Regions from separate parts of the Mustela erminea genome. Here all the other regions are linked to region 2. A link is a contact called in public Hi-C data. All regions are on one chromosome and are shown on one strand. Each heading gives the region's core, a stretch centred on a gene start, on an enhancer-like site or on the middle of the called end of the contact. The rest is flanking DNA. Distances are from core to core; before and after follow the strand shown. Region 1 has its middle 94 kb from the start of LPP. Region 2 holds the start of BCL6 (B-cell lymphoma 6 protein). Region 3 holds the start of LPP (lipoma-preferred partner).

Region 1 (2,938 bases), core at 177-2,676, 270 kb before region 2:
GGGAATAGAGTCCCACTACAGTACTTAATAGCACTGTGCTTGCAAATCACTGACCCGATAATTTGCAGAATCCCCATTTCAGAGAGATTTGTTCTGGTTCAGAATGAAATTCTTTATTTGGAACTCGACACATCCCAGACTCAGCTTGACCAGATTTTCAGCTACTGTCTTCATCAGTCTGCCCTAAGTAGGCACTTAGGCAAGGGGAGAAGCTTTTGGGGACCCCAGGTGTGGTCTAGATTATGTGTGTGACTCATGTGATGTCAGGAACACTGCTTTTCTTTAAGGGAGCTCAGTTTCTTCAGCTGTGTTGAGATTGGATTAATCAGTATACTTCCAACTTCTAAAGTCACTGGATTTTTTTTTTTTTTTTTTTTTTTTTTGAGAACGCTATGGGAACCTAGCATGTATACATGGTGAAAGGGGTGGGGCCGAAGGCTCAGAGTCCCTTCTTTTAATCCATTCTTGTGGCCAGGGGACCCATGTGTGGATGCTAGTATAGAAACCATTGGATAACTTCTAAAGGCCCTTCCAGCTCCGACACTGACCTTGAGAGACCAGTACTGTCTTCAAGAGGGATTTTAAGCCCCTGAGGAGTTGCAGTGAGCACAGAACTCAGGATGTGGAACTGGGTGGACAGGAAGAGGGGTTGTGACGGGGTAATAAAGAGGAAAACGTGGGGTGGAGGGTAGTATGGTATGGGGCCCCGCACTTCACAGTTTACGAAGTATTTGCACATCCATCGTTTGTCTCTTCCGAGTTTGCCCAACCCTGTACATTCAGGCGATTACACAAGACCTCGCAGGCAGCCCCATTCCTGGCCGTAGAGCTCAGGGACTTAAAGAGAAAGAAGAGACCATCTGAGCCTCAAGGAGCTTACCATCCACTAAAGGAAAAGCCACGTAAACAAATCACTGTCACGGGCAAACAGCAAGCCTCTAAGAGAGGTGCATGCAAACGCTGAGGAGAGCAAGAAAGGCCACATTTCTCCAGGGAAGGGAGGAATGGGGTCATTCCCTGGGCCCTGAGCTCTGGCAGCTTGAGGAGACATGGTTCCTGGGGGCAAGGGGAGGAGTCCCAGAAACCTGGCCCTGGGGTAGGGGAGCAGAGGTGAAGCCTTAAAGGTAACCTGACTGGGAAGGGCTTTGAAGGCGATGCAAAGAATCTAGAACCTGTGGCACTTGGAATCTGTTCCCTAGATGAGGAAGCAGCCTCCGAGTCAGGACCTTGGCCTGAGCCACCCCGTCGGGAAGGGAGCTGTGGGGCTCCCCACCCCCCCCAAGCCCTGTGTCTTGGTGCTCCTTCTGCTACCCTGTGCTGCCTCCAGCAGGCCTGAGCTGAGGCAGGCCGCGTGCGCGTGCGTGGGAGAGGCCTCCGGGCTGTTTATCCTGTTCGCTGGGGCTGGCCCTGGCCCGGAATGGAAGTGGGTGGGGTGGGGGCCGTGGGGGGGGGAGGGGCCTGCCAACAAGGGCTACATTCAAGGCCTGCACTGGAGCCGGGGCGAGGAGAATGGAAAGCTACAGTCTGTCGGAGCGGCCAGCCTTGGCAAGGCGGCCGGGGCCTTATAAGGAAATGTTGTTCTCTCTGAGCCAGTGGGGCTGGGACAGAGCCCTGGGCCCACAGGACAGAGCTGCCCTTGTGGTGGTAGGCCGGGGGTGCCAGCCGCCCCTGCGCTGGGAGCCTGCGCTCTCAATGGGCCACTTCTGCGGGCTCAGCATTCCCTCACAGCCCCCGCGTGTGAGGGGGCCCCCACCCCCTCCACGCCCTCCCACTCCCCAGCGCCCTGGGCTGATTGGAGGAAAGGAAAAAAACAAAACAAAACAAAACAAAGACTTGGCCAGATCCCAGGCCTCATTGCTGTTTGATGCCGAATTACCCAGAACGCAGGCTCAAGTCAAATTCTCTTTTCCCTGAAGGAATCTTGAGTAAAGGGATCACTCTTTGCCCTCTTTCCCTTCCCTGCACCCTTGTCTGTCTCCTCCTCCTTGTGATCACAGAACGGGCAGGGCTGGGCCCTGTCCTGTGCAGAAAGGCATCTGAGACCCCGCAAAGGAAGACACCCGCGGGAGGGCAAGGGCCGCTGGGGCAGCCCTCGGAGGAGAAGGGCGACTCTCTTCACCCTCGTTACCTGGGTCTGGGGGGCCAGAGGGCCTGAGAGACACAGCAGAGCCAGAGGAAAAACCGAGCCAGCCCAGGAAGCAACAACAGAAGAGAGTGTCAGCATTAGTCAGCTCCTGGAAGGAGCGTCTTTCCACAGTATTCCATGAGGGCTGATTTAAAGTATTGATCCCTAAGGGATGTTCCTGAACCCGAGATTAGGATAGGAGCAGGAAAGATGCTTAGTGTGGCCTTTTGCTTTGCCTATTCATAGACTCATAGATACATGAAACCCTGGAGTTAGGAGGGAACAGGTCAGCCAGCGCAGCTCTGCACCTGGAACAAACGTGGCGGACTTTCAACCAGCCTATGCTCTCCCAGCGACTGTGAACTTGCTCCCCCTGGTCGGTCTCCGGTATTTACAGGTGACCCCCTGCATGTCAGCCACCCTGAGGACACAGTCCAGGGCAAAGCTCTGAGAGGCACACGATGAGCCAAATACAAGGGAGAAAGTAATACGTCGTAGCAAAAACACAAAGATGGTCTTAAGAGTTGTGATGAGGGAGAAATTCCTCGTGACTAGATGTACAGAGCGGTGGACAAGAAAAGGTCTTGTCGAAGAGATGGCATTGGGGTGAAGAAAAGCTGAGTTCACAGAGTGACATTTGAGAGCCCGGAAAACGGGGGAGTGGCCGGCATGAACCTGCCCGGGATGGTGGCAAAGCTAGGCGCTTTTTGGGCACCTGCAGGGAGACGGGCATGGCTAGGTGTGCACGAGGGAGCTAAGGTTGGCAGATGGGTTAGCACCAGAGTTTGGAGGCTCAGGATGCCAGAGGGAGAA
Region 2 (2,791 bases), core at 243-2,742:
GAAATGATTCCGCACTGCATTTGCCTTTAAAAAGAAAGGAAAGAAGGAAGAAAGAAAGAAAAGAAAGAGTTCCCCCCACTTCTCCTCCTCCTCCTCCCAAGTGAGCTCCGGAGCTAAGGAGCCTGTGCTGCGTGCCGCGCGCTGTAGTTGTAGCACAGGCTGTTCTAAACACACGCAGTATCTGTGATACTGGCACGGCAGGCCTTTAGAATTCCCTCCGGCTGATCTCTTAAACACAGACAGAAGAGATTTTTTTACAACGACCTTGAAACGAGCCGGGAGTTGGGGGGAGCGCGGGGGATCGAGACCTTAAGAAAAAGCAAAACACAAACATGTATTTGGTTCACCTAATTTGGTAGAACACACGCGTACACATACCCAAATACACACACGTTTCTTTCAACAAGAAATGTCCTAACAGTCAACAATAACAGAAAGAGTAAACCCACCACTTGCTGTCCTGGAAAGAAACAAACCAAACCAAAACAAATCCTTTGAACACGTCCCTCAAGTGCAGGAGAGCCTCCTCTCAGTAAAAAAAAGTCCAAGGTAAAAAGAAAATTGCACCCCCCCCCAAAAAAGTGGGGGTTGGGATTGTTACATGCGATCAAAAATTGAAGCCGCTCTCAATGGTCTCAATATTAAAATAACACATCTTCTTTAAAGCGCTTGAGCCATTAGAGAGTGGGGGGGGGGGGAAGCACACACACACAAAACAAAATCCAACCGACGCGGGATCCTAGTATTTACGTAACACCACAAACTTGCAAAAGGCAAAAATCAGAGGAAGAAAAAAATCCGAAAATCATCAAAATACAACCACCAAAAAAAGAAAAAAAAAAAATCCCAAGCCACCACATCAACAAGGAAAAAAACAACAAAACAAAACCGAAAGACGTCCCAAATAAAATAAAGCAAATGAACCCACCGAAAACTGCTTGGCAAATATTTTTCTCGTGGTGCCTAATATTCTAGCTGGAAAGAGCTGTGGTGTTTATTGTTTTTTTCTCTTACTCGCCTCTAAAGCTACTATATATAACAGACTTTTTCCAACGGGTCGAACCTCTCTCTCCCTTTTGTGTATTTAGCTCGAGTAGCTGAGTTTATGGGTAAGAGAGGAGGAATTAGCCCCAGACCCCGGGAAAGCAAAGCGCACTCCCCCTCTTATGTCACCGAATAGCAAATTAGTTCTCAGAATTCCAGAGGCCGAGCTTTGCTACAGCGAAGACGCCGACGTCACAGAGGGGGCGCCCACGTGACGCTGGCGGAGCAGACTGTACCATCGTGTGGGGCCCCGGGAGGGAGGGACGCCGTCTGGCCCCTCTAGCCTCGAACCGGAACCTCCGAATCCGAGACGCTCCGCAGCTGAGGACCTCGAAATCTTCCGGGAACTGGAAAAATATTGTGGCTTTGAGGGCTTTCCATGGGCTAAGAGAGGCAAAAGTCCCGGAGAGCTGACACCGAGTCCTCCCCTGCCTCGTAGCAGTGGTAAAGTCCGCAGCTCAAATTCCGAGAATTGAGCTCTGTTGATTCTTAGAACTGGGGTTCTTAGAAGTGGTGATGCAAGAAGTTTCTAGGAAAGGCCGGACACCAGGTGATTATTGCTGTTGCTGCTGCCGCTGCTGCTGCTGCCGCCGCCGCCGCTGGTGCCGCTGGTGCCGCTGCCGCCGCCGCTGCTCATGATCATTATTTTACCTTTTAATTCTTTTTTTTTCCGCTCTTGCCAAATGCTTTGGCTCCAAGTTTCCTATGTGTATCTATTGATATAAATGTATATATTTATTTATTCTAGCTGTCAGGTGTTAAAATAAATGCCGAAGATTAGTCCCACGTCTCTCCCACTCTAGGATATAGATTTTTATATATTTGTTATTTTATTCTTGTTGTCTTTGAGTGAATCGGCCGGTTTGGGGAGGCTTTTGCCACCCTCCCTTGTGTTGTTTTGGTTTTGGAAAAGGAGGTGGAGGAGAGGAAGGAGGGGAATTAGGGGGCGGCCGGAGCCGAGAGGACGAGACAGTGTTTGGGGGGTGCTCCGGGCAAGTCTGGGGGCTGTCTGGCCCCAGACGACGGAGAGGACGCGCGCTCGCGCTCTCGCTCTTTCTGCTGCTGCTTGCGTACGGCTTGTGATCTCGCTGGATTCGGGCGGCTGTGTTTTTTCCCTCTTTTCTCGCTTGCAAACTGCCTTCCTCGCTCCCTCGCTCCTGCCTCCTCTTCCCTCCCTCCCTCCTCCTTTCCCTCGCCTCTCCTTCCTTCTCCTCTCCCGTCCTTCTCGGTGACTCCGGGAGGCGAGGAGGGAGGCTGCCCGCTCGCTCGCCCCGCTGGCTCCCTTCCACCGGCCTCGCTCCTCTAGATTCCCTGCCTCCGAGCCGAGATTTGGGAGGAAAAATGCAAGCGAACTCCTCGGGTTTTGTTTTTCTCTCCCCCCCCCCCCCAAGCCCAGTTGAAGTATCGTTTCTACTATTTCCTTTTAGATCCGCGGTCTTCCTAACGAGATCCGAGTGTTCTGGTGTCCCCTTTGGTGGACCCCTTTGGTGTCCCCTTACCCTGTGTTTGGGGGAGGTTTAGCTTGCCTGGGGGCGGGGATGTTGAATACTTTGAAAATTATTCTTTCTTGGTTGCAGTCGAGGGAGTCGGGAACCCCCGCGCGCTCCCTCTCCTCATCCTGAGGGGAGAGACTGGTGGCGGGACAGGGATTGGGGGGTGGGTGGCAAAGGGGTGCGCGTTTGCACCTGCGGTGCTGTTTAGCGTGCGGGGACTCTGGGAACCTTCACAGGACGGCCCAGCCGAGCGG
Region 3 (2,700 bases), core at 107-2,606, 360 kb before region 2:
ACTCCTTAGTCCCAAAGGCGTCGCTCTGTAGAGTACTCAGGCACAATTCCACTCTATCTCATCTCATGCACCCCCTCCATCCAACCCTAAGCCCCCAACAATCACATTTAGAATTTCGTCTCCACTCTCCGCATTTTATTTAGCCTTCTCTGCTCTGCATTCCCCACCCCCACCCCTGCACCAATGGCCTTCCTGTCCCTGGCCGGCTTCAGGAAACCCCCTATTCTTCAAAGCCTTGACCAAGCGCGGCCCCTCCAAATGGGAAAATCAAACTCCCTTCCTTAAGCGCCTGAACTTTACCCATGCCTACCCCCTCCCCGCCCCACCCCTCGCCGCACTCTGCACTTTATCTCCGGTCGGCTTGGGCGCCACGGTTGACGGTGCGCTCCCTGAGGGAAGGGACCGGGCCCCAACACCCTCTCTGAGCTCGCACACCCAGCACAGAACGTGGCACACAGTGGGTGCTGGAGAAATGCTTGGAGAAAAAGAACCAGGAGTTGGGAACCATCTATGTCAGCTTGGCTCGGCCTCCCTGAGAGTGACTCCGGGGAGGCCCTCCTTCTCCCTGGGCCTCAACTGAGCCGACTGTAAAATGGGGGGACTCGAATTACTAGGTTCCTAGGCCCTTTCCGCTGTGACAACTGAGATTCCGCGAAAGCTCCAAGCTGCTGGGTGTGGCCCCGCCCCCTGGACGCCCTGAATAGCCCGGGCAGGGGGCGCTCAGGGAAGGGCGCCAACCCCGCCCAGCCCCAGGTCGGCGCTTCCCGAAAACTCGGGGTCCCCCTCCCCCATGCGTGCACCCCGTGATTGCGCCGCGGCCGGCACTTCCGCACCGCGGGCCCTGGGGCCGGGGCTGGGCGCGCGCTCCGCGCCCTGCGCCCCGCGCTCCTGCCTCCCCCGAGCGCTTGCGCCCGGGGAGGGCCGGGGGTTCCCGAGGCGCCCGCGAGCGGAGGGTGGGGGGGAAGGAAGGAGGATTTGCAACAATACCTCGGGGAGGAGGCAGCCGGGGCAGCGGCGGCGGCGGCGGCGGCGGCGGCGGCTGGAGGCGGAGGCAGAGGCGAAGGAGGAGGTGCCCGGGCACTCCCCCTCCCATTGTCCCCGGCCCCGGACAGGCCCGGCCCCGCGCCCCGCACCATGCCCCGCGCCCCGCGCCCTGGGCCGTGCAGCCAGCCCTTACCTTGCAGCGCTCGGCTCTCCCCTGCTCGCTAACGCTACTTATCCCGGGAAAGCTCGCGCGGGTCCGGGAGCGGACCCACAGACAAAAAGTGAAACTTCGGCAGGGCTGGAGCGGCTGCTGGTTGGTGCCTTTCCCCCTCCTTCCTCCCCACCGTCCCCACCCCCTCCCCTCGGGCTCCCGTGCGGTGCCCTGAGAGCTGGAGGCTGACGTCAGGGGCCTGAATTCCTGACTTTGCCTGCACGCATTTGTCCATGTAAGGTATGGGAAAGCGTGTGCCCGCGGGGCCGCCGCGCTGCGCTCGCCTGGCGGGGGAGGGGGCGCCCGCTGGGGCTGCGGCTGGGCCAGAAGGTGGGCGCGCGGAGGGCATGTTACTTCCTGGGAGGAAGAGGAGGAGACGCGGGGATGCAGGGAGCTTGCAAAGGAGGAAGGGAATGAGGGAGGTGTGGAGGCTATGCCTGCACTGGAGGAGGAGGAAGCAGACGTAGAAGGAGGAAGCGGTTGAGTGGAGGGGCTGCTGAAAAAATGGGGGGACCGTGTCTACTATGGAAGCGCCAGTTCAGCAGAAGAGATCCTGCCATGGAATTCCCTTCTGAAATCTTGCTCCTGAGCCTCGCCCTGGCGTCCCAGCAACACTCAGAACCTACTGGATGGCAGAGATGGCCAAGACCACTTCACACAGGAGAAAACTGAAGCCTGGGAAGAGAAATGACTCGCCCAGGGTCATACACAACACAGATTCAAGCGCGGGACTGTGATGCTTAGACTCCCAGCCCTGTCCCCCGCTGTCAGGCAGGGTCCTGACTCCCTTCGTCCCACTGAGCCATGAAACAGGCTATGTGTCCCTGGACAATGCGTACCACCCTGTAAGAGTTTCCCAACTTCTCCTGGTCCCGGAGTCAGTTCCTGGAAGTTTCTGATTGACAGCCCCGAGTAGCAGTGACAATGAGTTGCTTCCGGTCAGCTTCCTCTGTCCTGTACTCAGAGGAACCCTGCAGGTTAGCATTTACTTCCCAGCCTTGTCCTGGAAGCCCAGAAAGCTTGCTGTGAGCTTATATCTTCAAAAAAAAAAAAAAAAGTGGGGGAGGGAATCTGTGAACTGGGTGAACTGGTTTGAATAGAGGCAAGCCTGTTCTTGGAAGGTTTGAGTCGGATTTTTTTCCCTCTGACATTTGTAAATAGGAGCAACCATGAAAACCACCATTTACTTTGTTAAGAGGTTGTTATGTTCAGCAGCTAGTGCCTGGAAGGCACTCCAAGGCTGTGGACTTTGTTTCTTTGTGTTTCTGGCCTCCTGGTACATAAAATAACCGTCCCTCACCTCAGCATATCATGAAAGTGCTTTTTCACAGGCTTATTGGGTCTTTGTATTGGGTGGAACAAATTGTAGTCCCTCTTTAGTATCTGAGGATTAAAAAAAACAGGTAAAGTGATTTGCCCCAACACAAAATAAATGACTGAGCTAGCACATGAACTCACCTCCTTTCATCCAGGTCACATGACTAATCCTGCGGTTTGGGGCCAGA

The links. A called contact is a pair of places that touch in the nucleus more often than the background predicts.
Region 1: a Hi-C map of fibroblasts shows a contact between it and region 2, with 6 times the contacts expected there. The contact joins the enhancer-like site here to the promoter of BCL6 in region 2. A contact is called at or near these places in 2 of 3 Hi-C or Micro-C datasets (fibroblasts and skeletal muscle).
Region 3: a contact with region 2 is called in a Hi-C map of fibroblasts, with 11 times the contacts expected there. The contact joins the promoter of LPP here to the promoter of BCL6 in region 2. A contact is called at or near these places in 2 of 3 Hi-C or Micro-C datasets (fibroblasts and spleen).

The regions. Positions count from the first base shown.
Region 1 is chr1:110,642,280-110,645,217 of mMusErm1.Pri, forward strand. No RefSeq gene overlaps it. Among named protein-coding and RNA genes, the nearest start is that of LPP, 94 kb to the left of the region's middle. Within about 2 kb of position 1,427, the one cell type or tissue checked has open chromatin away from gene starts, as enhancers often do. A contact at or near this core is called in fibroblasts, where this site is marked.
Region 2 is chr1:110,912,731-110,915,521 of mMusErm1.Pri, forward strand. It overlaps BCL6 (B-cell lymphoma 6 protein), which reads left to right and starts at 1,493. Exons shown (of 9, transcript XM_032337973.1): 1 at 1,493-1,594.
Region 3 is chr1:110,548,640-110,551,339 of mMusErm1.Pri, forward strand. It overlaps LPP (lipoma-preferred partner), which reads right to left and starts at 1,357. Exons shown (of 13, transcript XM_032359824.1): 1 at 1,178-1,357.